Regions from separate parts of the Mus musculus genome. Here all the other regions are linked to region 1. Evidence: chromatin contacts called from public Hi-C, HiChIP or PLAC-seq and promoter capture Hi-C data. All regions are on one chromosome and are shown on one strand. Each heading gives the region's core, a stretch centred on a gene start, on an enhancer-like site or on the middle of the called end of the contact. The rest is flanking DNA. Distances are from core to core; before and after follow the strand shown. Region 1 holds the start of Ptchd1 (patched domain containing 1). Region 2 has its middle 240 kb from the start of Gm52451. Region 3 overlaps Phex (phosphate regulating endopeptidase homolog, X-linked). Region 4 holds the start of Sms (spermine synthase).

Region 1 (3,373 bases), core at 609-3,108:
GGTTCTGCCATAAGTGAATATGTCTAGTGATTTGTGTGCCGTTAAAAAAAAAATACCACAAGCCACTCAATGTGAAAATGTTCTAATTCCAGTCAGTCCCCAGCCAGATTCCTCCTTTACTAATTGCTGGTGGATAGTATGTCAACAAACAGAGAGGGAAACAATAGAGGAAAACGAGCTTCTATCTAGGGACACAGGGTTACCTGGAGAGGAAGAGACAGAGTAAAGAATTTCCCAGGTTCTCTAGTAGATTCCCTTTGGGAAAAGGAGGAATCTAACCTTCCACCAGACCCAGAGACCCCACAGGAAATCAGCACTTTCCATTTCTTCAGCATCTCAGCTGGGACTGGGTCCTGCCCCACCCCCTCCCCAGCAGAAGCTGAAGTAAACAAACCCCATAGTCTCCACCTAGATTCACTCTCCCTTTTCATTTATTTTTTCTTTTTTTTTTTTTCCTCCTATGATCTCTTCACTTTTCCATTTCCAGTCCTCACTCCTTGGCTTTTCTTAGGAACTTCTTGAAAGTTATCACCTTTAACCTCACTTTTCACAGCAAATTCCCACCTCGGGCTGATGGCACAAGTGGGCAAGTGGTTTCTGTTCTGTGTTCCTGAGATCTTCTTGGGGTCACATCCTGGCTCCTAATCTCCGGGCTTTGGATCTGCCCTTCAACCACGCGTTCAAAAAAAGAAAAAAAGAAAAAAGAAAAAAAAAGAAACAATAAAAGTATATCAACCTGTTCTGTCTTTCCCCAAAGAAGTTGCGTTTAAGTGGATTGAAAGTACTGTGAAAGATGAAATAACTGTGAGTTACAAGCACCATTTCCTACTCTCAAACACAGACATGGCTACCTTGATCCTGGAAGAGTGGTCTGGTGGCCGCCCCGGTCCTCATCAGGAACCGCACTTTGGTTGGGGGTGGGTGGGTGTTATTTTCCTCACCATGCCAACTCACAGTCCTCTGTCCCTTACCTACTACCCACAGCAACCTATCCAAAAACAATTCGGGTGCAGCGACTAGAGGAAAAGAGAAGAAAAAAAACGGGAACAGAGAATGGTGTCTTTGAACCTCACCTCCCTCCTCCTGAATAGTATTCTATTCTCAAGTAGCGGGACTTTCTTGAATGTATTCTCTTGTTCCGCTTCTTCTTGGCCCAGTTAACCTAAAGCCTCCCTGCCCCCAAGCCCACTGCGACCAAAACAAGCGCACTAAAGCACCGTAGTCGCCGCCGCCCCAACTGTTGCAGCAGCTGCGGGGTTACGGCAGAGGCGGGGAGGGCAGGGCCCAGCCAGGACCCGGACCTGAACGTTTCCTGCCTCCGAGACTCTGAGACTCTAGGTTGCTGCCTAGGGGCGCGCAGTGCAGAGGAGCCCCCGTGGGAGCCACTGCCCGGGACACTAGAGGTGGCTTCTGAGCCGGGACCCCGCGCGGAACCAGCACAGCCAGAGCAGCCGCGGCGCCAGGGGCTGCCAGAACCCGCCCTGGTCTCACCTTTAAGATCAGGTCCGTGTGATGTTGGTCTAGCATGTTGGCTTTCTGGTAGGAGGTGACAATGACCCGGCCGTAGCGCCCAGGGGTCTGCAGGTCCGAGTAGAGCCGGTGCTTGGAGCGGTTGACCGGGAAGAGGCTGTTGACTAGGTTGCGCTCGATCTTGGCTAGGCTGTGCTGGGGCGCCAGCAGGTGCTCCACGCTCTCTTCGACCTGGTAGCGGCTGAAGCTGGCGCCGAGCAGGATGGAGATGAGCACCGGCGCCGAAGCAAAGAAGACCGGGTGACTGGCAATGAAGTGGCCAAGCCGGGAGAAACACGTCCTCAAGCCCCTGTGCAGAACCTGCCGCAGCATCCTAGAGCAGAGCGGGCGCGGGAGGAGGGCGAGGCGCACGCTCGGCGCGGGCTCGGGCGACGGCGGCGGCGGCGGCGGCGGTGGTGGTGGTGGTGGTGGTGGCGCCCGCAGCGGCGGCGGCGACGGCGGCGGCGGCGGAGGCAAGACCCTGAGCTCTCCTGGAGCCGCGGCACCACCATCGGGGAGTCCCGCGCCGCGCCTCGGGAGGGACCCCTCCGGCTGGAGACACGCCCTCCTGCCCGCTGCCGCGCCTGCCCGGAGAGCCCCCCAGCTTGGCGGCCTCCGCGCCGCCCCCACCCCGCCCTACCCGGGGCGACCTCCCCACCCCCCGCCGGCTCCCAGCCTGGGGGGCGACACGCGACACTGCCGCGTTCCCGCTCAGAGCGGGCGGGGCTGGGAGCGGCCCCCGCGGCTCCTCATGACCCCACTCACCGGATCCCCGAAGCCAACGACGGGATGGCGCGGAGAGCGGTGGTGGTGGTGGCGCTAGCGCCAGAAGACTCTGCGCGCCAGCCTGGAACACGAGGACAGAGAATTCCAGGCTACACCCAGTCCCCTCCTCTCAGTGTACTCCCCCTCCCTCAGCTTGGCCGGCCAAGCGGGCTCACCCCCTTCCCCTTCCCCTGGCCTCCTCTGGGGAGACTCAGAGATAAATAAAGAGATGTCCCGGATTTTTCAAACAAAATAAAGTATAAGAGTTCTCCCGTTAGGGGGTAGGGTGGGGGTGTCGGGCAGACCCGCTTTGAGCCAAGTCTCTTCAGACGCGGAAAGACGCAGGCTGAAGACTGCGTGCGCCCCGGCTCTTGCCAGGCTCAGGTGGTGGCGCGCACTGGCTATTACCGAGAGGGGGTGGGGAACCGAGACGCTCGAGCATGGAAATCACGCCTCCTCCCAAGTAAGAGCCTTTTAAGATCTCCCCAACACTGCAGCTCCAGGGGCACCACAGGGGACCTGTGTGCATTTGGAGGCTGTCCACCCCAAATGTGTTCTAGGACAATCTTCCTCCCAAGTCCCAATTTTAGGGTCGCTCCAGAGTGGATTGAACTGGGCAGTGGTGCAATCCCTTCACCACTCTCTCCACCCTGTCCCCCAATAAGAAAAGTGCTGATAATGACACTCGGTCAGTCCATGGAACTGTCTGTCTCCAGGCTCCTCTTTTCCCTCCCTGCCTTTTTTTTCCTCCTCCTTCTCCTCCTCCTCTCTCTGTCGTCATTGGCAGGTCTGGGGGATCTGGTGCGGTGGAGCTGGTGCGGGCCCCCCTGCGGGTGTAGACTGGGAAATGCTGGTCGGGGAGTCAGTACTTAACCCCCTTCTCTCACTCCACCTGCTCCTCCTCCACGCGCGACAGTGTGCGAGTACGGGGACCCTTATATCAGAACAAGAGATGTACTGGTCTCTGAGTATGTCGAGCCGCAGGGGGCGCGGGGGAGCCAGAGGGGCTCTGAAGGCTTGGCAAAGTTGGGCTTGTGCGTGTGTGCGCCAGCCATAGCTAGCAGGCAGCCACTGTGGTTCCCCCTCGCACTTCCCCTCG
Region 2 (3,395 bases), core at 251-2,750, 1.4 Mb after region 1:
GCTGTGGATTTATGTTCTAAACTACACAGTGACAATGAGAGAGAGAGACAGAGAGAGAGAGAGAGAAACTTCCATTGCTTTTTAAAGCTATAGAAATCTTATCAACACCTAGCCTTTTGGCCGTTGTCATTTATAAATAGCATCCTCCCAAACCCTACCTTTTCATATCAAATTCATATTTCTTCTTCTTCTTCTTCTTCTTCTTCTTCTTCCTCTTCTTCTTCTTCTTCCTCTTCTTCTTCTTCTCCTCCTCCTCCTCCTCCTCCTCCTCCTCTTCCTCCTCCTCCTTCTTCTTCTTTTGGTTTTTTTCGAGACAGGGTTTCTCTGTGTAGCCTTGGCTGTCCTGGAACTCACTTTGTAGACCAGGCTGGCCTCGAACTCAGAGATCTGCCTGTCTCTGCCTCCCAAGTACTGGGATGAAAGGCGTGTGCCACCACGCCTGGCCAAATTCATACTTCTTATTACTATTCTGTGAATTTATAAAATGTGACAGCAGTATACCCATGAAAACCACAAGTCTTTAGTATTTGAGCATTAATAGTCTAAGGAGTAGAAATAATGAAACGTGCAATGTGTGCTACATGGAGATTATAACTAGTTACACAATAGAGGGGAGGCTAGCATGGAAAAGTATAAATCAGGTATTTCAGTATTTATGAAAATTAGCCTGAGAGACCTAATTTTTAAGTATTTAATTGCATTATATGAAATTAAAGAAAGATTTTTTTTTGTTAATTTAAAATAAAAGCACATGATTTGTATCAAGGAATAAAGAATGCTTTGGTGATGGGTGAGTGGTATTTGAGAAACTGAGTTCAAACTGGCTCAGTTGCTTTCCAAGGTAGGCCAGGGGCAAATTTTCATTGCTAAATCAGTGATTTATATTGATATTATATATATTTATGGACCACCATGCAATTTCCTGATTCAAGGTTACAATGTAGATTAATAGTCAGGCTAAAAGTCATGCTAATTGGCAATCCATCACTTCATACATTTATGTTTGGGTTGTAAACATTTAAAATCTAATTTCTCTTTTAAATTTTATTTTTATGTATATGGACGTGGTAACTCTGCTTATCTGCATGTGTAACCAATGCACACAATGCCTATGAGTATAAGAAGTAGTTGTTATGCCCCCTTGGAACTGGAGTTTTAGGCTATCTGGAGTTAGAGTGAGCTACTTTATGCAGGTGCCCAGGTCATCTGCAAGAGCAGTAAGCACACCTAAGTGTAGAACTTTAACTCCAGTCCCTGAAATATAATTTCTAAACCAATCTCAAATACATAGTATCTGTTAAAGCTTCCATTCTGTGTAACAGATTACTAACTATATAAAGTTTCGCTTAGATTTTCTTCCCCAGACATTTATCAGTGAGTCAGGGAAAGAAAAGCAAATAGCAAAATCATCTGAAACATGAGCAAGCTGTATTCTTTCCTAAGTAGCTGCAGCAGTGATAGAAAACACATGGTAATGATTTAGTAAACTTGACTAATGTTGTTTTGGTTGGAGGTGATCACTAGCTAAGTGGATATGGTCCATAAGGTTCAGAGAGAACAGCTGGTTACATTCATGTTACAATTTTTCTGGTGTTCTTGAACTTTGTACCAAATTTATTCTGGTGTCTTACCTGCTCCAGGGAATTCTTTGTTAGCACTGAGTTCTTTTTGTGTATAAATGTACCCTTCCCACCTTGAGATCTGCTAGCTCCATTATTGGGACACTTCCTCTGCTTTTATCTCTTAACCTATAATTTTCCTTTTGCTCCCACTCTACCTCGAGAAAAGCTCCTCAGTCCCTTAGAGATAAAATGACAAATGAAAAGTTTTCCAAATCTGTGCTGTCCATTTAGTTTTTATTCAAAACTTTTACCCAATTTAGAGTTGCGGGTGACTCTTAGATTTTGCCTTGTCATTTCACCATGCCCCTTAAAGTATCAATCTCACTATAGAATTATAAATTACCCCTTTGGAGTAGATGACAACTTACAACAGTTATTCTCTCACTCTTCTGATTCTCCGAAACACCCCTTAAATAGTCCCATGGATCTGGGAGAAATCATGAGATGATGCAACTGGAGATTAATGGTACTTAGAGAACTTTGAATTTTCAAGAAATGTCTTACTCATATTCACTAAATATGTACTAAGTATGTACTGCATGTTACAATGGAGAAAACAAATCTTCCTATTCCATCACTTAATTCAGGACATAAAAATAGCCCATGTCTTGGTAAAGGAAACAAGTATATTCTTTTTGTTTTAATTTAAGTTTGGAAATATTTTTAATGACAACCTGATGTTCCCTAGCATGACTATATAATTTATCTGAGCATGTCCCCAGTTTTGAGGTGTAGTACATTTTAAAATTCTTTAGATGTATGCAATGTATGTATGTGTGTATGTATGTATGTATGGGTGTGTGTATGTATGTATGTATGGGTGTATGTGTGTTTGTTTGTATGCATGTGCATATACATACAAAATTCCAAACATCTGATCTGATGGTGTCCTTTAATTTTAAAAATAATTTTAAGTTAATGTCCAAATTATTATCTTTCTAGAATTTCCATACATATATGTCATTATAGTTTGCTTTAGTTTGTCACCGACATCTTCATGTCCCCCTCTTATTCATATTCTCCCTCACTTCAGTATTTTACTTTACTTGTTTCAATTTACATTCCTCATAAGCTTCAAATATACAACCTGTGACTAATACAAACAAACTAGTATAATATAAGGTTGTTATGGGTAGCTTTATTTGATCAAAAAGGGAACCAAACTCAAATAGGAGGAACCCAACCAAAGAAACTGATTTTTCCTTGTACATGATGTTTCTCTGCAGTAGAGCTATTTATCTCAAAACAATGAAATATATTATAAATATTCTATATTGATATATCAAAGTAGAGTTTTGACCTTAATTTCCTAGCTAAACTTATGTTAACTCTTTAAACAAACAAACAAACAAACAAACCAAAGTTCTTTCATTCTGTATTCCATTTGTCATATAGCGTTTTGAAAAGTATTCTTGTGCTTACAATGAAATACATTCATTTCCACTGTATAGTTCTCCCTGAACCTTTTGGAGAATTGAAGTCACAGAACAACCAAGCAATAATTGCAAGCATGCAGAACAACCAGTGCCTTCACATATTGCTGGTTAAACTGGACAACAGTAGAGCTTCTTTGGAAAATAGTTTTATAATTTCTGATGGTGTTAAATATTTACCTAATTTGTATCACAGTACCCACATTCCTCAAAATATGATTATGTTTATACTTATGAAAATGCACATTAATGTCTATGATATTGTTTTGCATAATGACAGAAGCTAGAAGTGACCTACATGTTTCAACCAGTGACTAAGCAAGCTGTGTGGTCCCACCCA
Region 3 (2,937 bases), core at 226-2,725, 1.6 Mb after region 1:
TATTATGACAGTTATTTCCAAGTCTTAGGTGCGAGTCTCATATTACCAGATGAATCCGTATATAAACCCACACTTCAAACTTGTTGCTGATCTATCATTTTAGTGAGGAAGTCATGTTTCTTATTAAATTTAACTTGTCGTTTCAATCTTCTTACATGTTTTATTTTATTCTGTGCAATAGTTTCTAGCTCTATAACACACTAAGTGGATATAGGTTATGATCCATATTCATAATTGTTAATATATTTAAATATGTCATTAAAACTATCACAAGCATTGGATTTGGTCATGAAGATGGGACTACTGACTCCCAGTATTTACTGAGTCTCTGTGATATTCAAAGCCACCTGGGTAAGTTCTAAATGTACAAATATCATACATCATCAAAATACCTACAGTCTAGAGAAAAAGAGAATGTTACTGAACAATCACATCTTGCAAGACTTAAAGAAAGTGGTAGGCCTATTCTACCCTTTCTAAAGTAAAATTTTTTGATTAACAGAGAAAAGAAATGCAGGATTCACAGAAGACATGCAGAGGAATTTGGAGAGGGGATTATTTATATAAATATCTATACTAATGGGTAGAATATATTGCTGATTTAAAAAAAATCAATTGGCCTTTGAGGCAGAAAATGCTCTGTAACAAGGAAATTTGTTCTCAAAGTGTGGTATGCTGACCAGCAACATCAGCATCTTTTAGGCACTTGTGAGAGATGCAAACATTGAACCCCAAACTTTTTCAGTCAAGAACACTGGGCGTGGACTTCTGCATTTCAACCAACCATTCAGGTTACTGAGACCCACAAGCTGACAGAATAATCTTAACCCCAACTGCAAATGAGAATTTCAACCAAAAGAGAATCCCTACTCAAATTTACTGAGATTCAATGTCTGTCATGTTGTCTACCTGTACTCGGTCATACAAAAAGTAAAGAATTGATCATTTTTAAGCTAACTGATCCATAACTCAGCCCTCCTGGTTTATTCCATTCACTCCATCTATACAATATTTTTACTTGAACTTTTTTCAGATGATAGTTTCTAATATTAATCTTTACATAACCTTAAAAAAATCTGATTGTACTAAAGGACAAATATATGTTTAATTGTAACTACCTTTAAAATTCCAGGAAGAATTTTAAAGGGAATGAGTATTCAGGATTAGTTCTAGCTATAGGATAACCTGGATAGCATTCTTCTAAAAATTAGGGGTGGGGGACATGAGTTGAGACATGAAAATTACTGCAATTACAAAGCGCTTTTTGGTTGTGTCTTTTGTTGTTGTTGTTATAAAAGGATTTCATTGTCACTCCTGCTAAGATGAATAGTGGTTTTTTTATCCAAGTTGGCATCTTGCAATATTTTGGTTCATGCCAAACTTCCTATTTCCAGAAAGTATTGCATTCTAACAGCTGTGATTCCTGTCAAGGGATTCAGCAAGAAGCCTTAGCCATCTGCTGGCTTCCTGCAGGTAACCTCCTGCCACCAGATCTAGCAGCCCAGAGCAGACAAGCAGAAAGCAGCTTCTGAAATCTGCCCTCCATCTTGTAGCTTTCTTTGATGACCATTCTATTCTATTTCTTCCATAACTACCTTTATGCCACAACAAACACCATCTCTCCCCTTTATCAGAGTTATCAACCATCCCTGTTTTCCCAAATCTACAGATATACTTAGAATGCAGTATTTTCTCAGTAATAAGGCTGGAATGGGCCCAGAAAAAAAAATAAGATGAAATTAAAAGCACTGCTTTCACCCACTAGGTCTGACTTTTTTTTTTTGTATTGGCAGCATTTCAAGGGCTCAATAGTTCTCAACATTCAGCATCTTTCAAAGATATTTGGTGATTAAAATCTTACTAAGATCCAAAGTGCTAGTACAGACCACTGGAGTTCATTATTTAGTAAAAGAGCCAAACAGTGCCCATTTGTCACAAGTAGTAGTGATGCTACTGGTCTCCAATAAACACTTTGAGTTCAAATTCTGAAATAGAGAAAACACTGATCCCCACTTCCATGGCAGTATGAAGCTCTATTTGGTCCTTTCATATAAACAATTGCTGCCCTGGGCATTAAACAATTAAACTAGCATCAGTGGTGCTCAGTCTAATCATGGGAACATATTAGGTAAATATATACTAATGAATACCTGTATGTTTCACTGCAGCTATATCTATTTATTAGATAATAATTTTATCAATGAACACATGACTATAATTCTACCATATTAGTTATACTTAATCTCTTCCAAAATCATCCTTTAAGATGCAAACTCATCAATACATGTGTCTGATGATGATGGAGACATAAATTGGAAAAAGAAAACAGGACCAGGGATATAGCTTAGTGACGATGTTCTTCCTTCCTGTGTGAGTTCCTAGATTCAAGCTGCACCATTGCAAAACCAACATAGAGACACATGTCTCCTTGGTGGGTAATAATTTTCTTTCAATTCTGTGACTTTCTTTAGGGTATATTCCAAGAAGTAGAAGAGTTGCTGCATTAAATGGTATTTCACTTTAAGTTGCATCCTACTTTTACAAAGTAAGAGAAAACTATAAAAGAATTTTTAAGGTGGGGGACAAGTGAGATTGGGAGCATCCAGATTAGTGAGATTGACCCTGACTTCCTGTCTACCACTGTTGTATTCCAGGTTCTTGATGCTCACCATCTAGTTCAACAGTCAAGTAGTTCTCAGCCAGTGCCCCACTCGCACCTTCATTCAAATCCGATTGACCCTAACAACCATTTCATGCTTTCTATTACCAACCCTGCAGTAAATCTGCCCAGTCCACTACAACAGAAATAACAGTCGCAAATATCTCAGACAGAAGACTGAGGCTGTACAGGCATCCATCCTAAGTCTCACTCACTAATGGGATTCTAGGAGACCTGAGCTTCCAGTTAAGGATGCTTCTGTTTACTCATGAAGACTT
Region 4 (2,940 bases), core at 428-2,927, 1.9 Mb after region 1:
GAAGAGGCAGACTGAAATCCAGGTTTTGCTCCAAATCCCCCCGATTTTATTTTTTGTCTTTACATTTATTGATCTTGTGAGCTCCGAGATCTTTTAGGATTGGAAGAAAAAGTACAAAGTGTGAGCTCAGAAGTTCAAAAGCAATTAAGTCGGTGTTAAAAAAAAAAATCCCGACAGAAAAAGCAGAGTGGAATCCACGTGTTCCATTAATAGAGAAACCAGAGAAAAGGGAAGACTGGGGCACCACACTATGTGCGGGATGATCTGGTAAGTGAAAGTCTGCCGCAGTCGCACGTTTAAAGGCCCAATCATTCCCGCCCACTGCGCCCATGCTTGATTCTCTCAAAGAAAAGAAGCCAGCAGTACATCCATCCCTACCCTTCAAAATTCCATCACGCAAAAAAGACTCTCCCAACCATTTCTGCCGAGACCAGGCTCAAATATCTGAGCCTCCAGGATTAGGGGTGATGGTGATGGTGGTGGCTCTAGTTCCCGCGCCCAGATCTCATCCCTCCCCACCCCCAATAATAATAATAATCGTTTCCTTTCTCTGCCCGCCGGGTCCCTTTTCAGAGGATCCTTCATCTCCTTAGATGACTAAAAAAAACCTTGCAAGCGCTGAGTGGCCCTGGTCCTCCTTCAACCCTCGCTGCCCTTAAGGGGAACCCCCCGACACACACACCCAAGAGGGAAATTCAGCAGCCTGCCAGAACAGGAAAAGGTGGCGTGGGCAGCGGTCCCGCGCCGCACACACCCCTCGCTCAGGCCTGCCTCGCCCGCCGTGCCTCGAACGAGCTAAGGCGCTCCGGTACCCGCCTCCCCCGGGGATCCGCCGCGCCCCACGGGCTGAAAGGGATTCCCCCCCAACAACGGGGCGTGGAGGGCGGCGAGCCCGCGTGGACCGACGCTCCAGGCCCGGAAGGGCGGGCGGGCGGTGCGGCTGGCACACACGGACGCGGTTCTCCCAGGCCCCGCAGTGCGCCAGCCTCCAGCTCAGCCGAGGACCAAACGCGGCGGGGGACCGCGGGGGCGCGGCGCGGCCTCCGCCGGTGCACGAGGGCCCGCAGCGTGCTCCGCGCAGCAGCCCGGCAGACGCAGGCGCCGCGCGGCCGTCCGCATTGTTCAGCCTGCCGCGCGCGCCCCGGAGGAGCCTGGTCCTGTGGCCTCGAGCCCCGCAGGCGCGGAGGGAACTGTCGCCCCGCCGCCGCTACCGCTACCGCTGCCGCTGCCGCCGCCGCCGCCGCCGCCGCCGCCGCCGCTGCGGCGCCCGTGCAGGTGGCGAGCGGCGCCCTCACCTTTGGCGCCGAGCTTGAAGTCGAGCGTGCTGTGTCTTGCTGCTGCCATAGTGTGGCGAGGCCCTGTGCCATGCCTGGGGAGGCGACCGCAGGAGACTGAGGGACCGCGCGGCGTGTCAGGCTGCGGGCCGGCGGGGAGTGCGCTGCGCCGGGGGAGGCCAGGAGTTAGGAGGTGGGAGGGGCCGCGGGCAAGCGACCCGGGGCGCGGGGGCGGGGCCGACCCGCCTCTTAGAGGAGGAAGCAGGGACGCCTCCAGCCCCGAACTTGAAGCGCTGGGTGTGAGGCCTCGCTAATGGTGGAATCGCGGGCGCCGGGCTCCCTGGCATGCGTCACCAATGGCCGCGCCCTGCGCTAAAGCTCTGGCCATGCTCTCCCGCCATTCGCCATCCGTTAGGAGGTCACCCAGCTTTAAACGGCTCAGCGCGACTTCCGGGGGGCCTCCCTATACACTTCCCCATATGCCTACCCCTCCTCCCCAAGCAAAAGCCCCAGTTACTTCCTGACCATTTGAAGAAAATAAAATGCTACCACCCCTGTAGTCTTAAAGTACAAGCCTGACTTTTTCTTTAAATGCACGTGAACCCCGCTGGGATTATTAACAATGTTTCTATTGGTAAGGGGTAGTATTTAAGAACAGAATAGAAGGCTCCTGGGCATTCAAGTAGCATACATTTTCATGCAAATTTGGAAAAGAATCAAGGACTAAAGCCTAACTGAGAAGTTGCAGATGTGAGAGCCTCTTCCACAGGACTTCCCCCTCCTCGGTACCTCTATTTTTTGTCAATGGACCTACAGCCTTGGCCTCTTTTTTGACCGTTAGTAGCATTCAACAAGATGGGACAAAAGAGAACTGAAGTGCCTGGGGAATAAAGGGATCCTTTATTGCACGAGCAAAATCCCAGGGCAAATTGACTCCATCATTGTATGGATTGCTGTGCCTCTCCTGATACCAGGAATTTCTGTAATGGTTGTTAAACTTCAGATTAGTGAACTCTGTGCCTCCTCAACAACACAAAAACATTAAGTTTAGCTTTCCCTTAGGCCATTTCGAATGGTCGTTTGGTTTGGTTTGGTTTGTTGGTTGGTTGGTTGGTTGGTTGGTTAGTTTTGCGTAGTCCTTCCCTGTCCTGCAAGAACCTAACACTGACGTCATATTTGTCCTTCAACAACTGCATCTCTTTTCAGTGGGCTCCTACTTTGTTCCTATCCATAGCCATCTGTTTTTATTTCCTTCTCTGGAGACCAGGTCCTCAGTTTTGTAAGCTAATTTGTGTTCCGCTCCATCAGCCCCAATGTATCAGCCCCAAGCTCCTCTTTCTTCCTTTCTTCTGGAGTCAAGTCACTAGAACATAGCTGTCCTCCTGTGTGTTTAAGGGTAGTGAAGCTTCCCGCGTAGGACATGTGCTTCATGCCCTGCCAGCATTGGGGTAAGCCACCTGCCTTCCCTTAGCTTCACTATCTGCTGTCAACCTCTTGAATTTCTTGAAAATTTCAGAGCAGAAGGCATCTGAGGTTTTGCTGATAAGTATGTAGCTGGTCTTGCTCAGTAGATTGTGGAGAACATTGCAGACCACCATGGGCTCCCAGCTGAAGCATATCCGCCCTAGAATTTGTACTTCACCTTGCAAAGGGCAAAATGAAGAAC

The links. Promoter capture Hi-C pulls out the DNA fragments that hold promoters and counts their contacts. Hi-C and Micro-C count contacts between places; a contact is called where the count stands out from the background. HiChIP or PLAC-seq counts read pairs in DNA pulled down with a chosen protein or histone mark.
Region 2: a promoter capture Hi-C map of second pharyngeal arch cranial neural crest shows a contact between it and region 1. The contact joins the enhancer-like site here to the promoter of Ptchd1 in region 1. A contact is called at or near these places in 7 of 39 promoter capture datasets (the 3T3-L1 cell line, the C10 cell line, cranial neural crest and 3 more) and 1 of 115 datasets of contacts at active chromatin or transcription factors (embryonic stem cells).
Region 3: a Hi-C map of cerebellum shows a contact between it and region 1, with 2.0 times the contacts expected there. The contact joins the enhancer-like site here to the promoter of Ptchd1 in region 1. A contact is called at or near these places in 4 of 39 promoter capture datasets (cranial neural crest, frontonasal cranial neural crest, hippocampal neurons and 1 more) and 2 of 484 Hi-C or Micro-C datasets (cerebellar granule neurons and cerebellum).
Region 4: an H3K4me3 HiChIP or PLAC-seq map of embryonic forebrain shows a contact between it and region 1, with 6 times the contacts expected there. The contact joins the promoter of Sms here to the promoter of Ptchd1 in region 1. A contact is called at or near these places in 7 of 39 promoter capture datasets (the 3T3-L1 cell line, cranial neural crest, embryonic stem cells and 3 more) and 4 of 115 datasets of contacts at active chromatin or transcription factors (embryonic forebrain, forebrain, neural tube and 1 more).

What each region holds. Positions count from the first base shown.
Region 1 is chrX:155,621,469-155,624,841 of GRCm38.p6, forward strand. Ptchd1 (patched domain containing 1) reads right to left here and starts at 1,859. Exons shown (of 3, transcript NM_001093750.1): 1 at 1,492-1,859. The coding sequence starts at 1,842. Gm15155 (a long non-coding RNA gene) reads left to right here and starts at 3,068. Exons shown (of 4, transcript XR_387096.4): 1 at 3,068-3,373.
Region 2 is chrX:157,020,586-157,023,980 of GRCm38.p6, forward strand. No RefSeq gene overlaps it. Among named protein-coding and RNA genes, the nearest start is that of Gm52451, 240 kb to the right of the region's middle. Within about 2 kb of position 1,501, at least 4 of the 459 cell types and tissues checked have an H3K27ac peak or open chromatin away from gene starts, as enhancers often do. A contact at or near this core is called in second pharyngeal arch cranial neural crest, where this site is marked.
Region 3 is chrX:157,201,491-157,204,427 of GRCm38.p6, forward strand. All of the region lies in intron 15 of Phex (phosphate regulating endopeptidase homolog, X-linked), which reads right to left. Among named protein-coding and RNA genes, the nearest start is that of Gm52451, 58 kb to the right of the region's middle. Within about 2 kb of position 1,476, at least 2 of the 459 cell types and tissues checked have an H3K27ac peak or open chromatin away from gene starts, as enhancers often do. A contact at or near this core is called in cerebellar granule neurons and cerebellum, where this site is marked.
Region 4 is chrX:157,490,610-157,493,549 of GRCm38.p6, forward strand. Sms (spermine synthase) reads right to left here and starts at 1,678. Exons shown (of 11, transcript NM_009214.4): 1 at 1,296-1,678. The coding sequence starts at 1,344.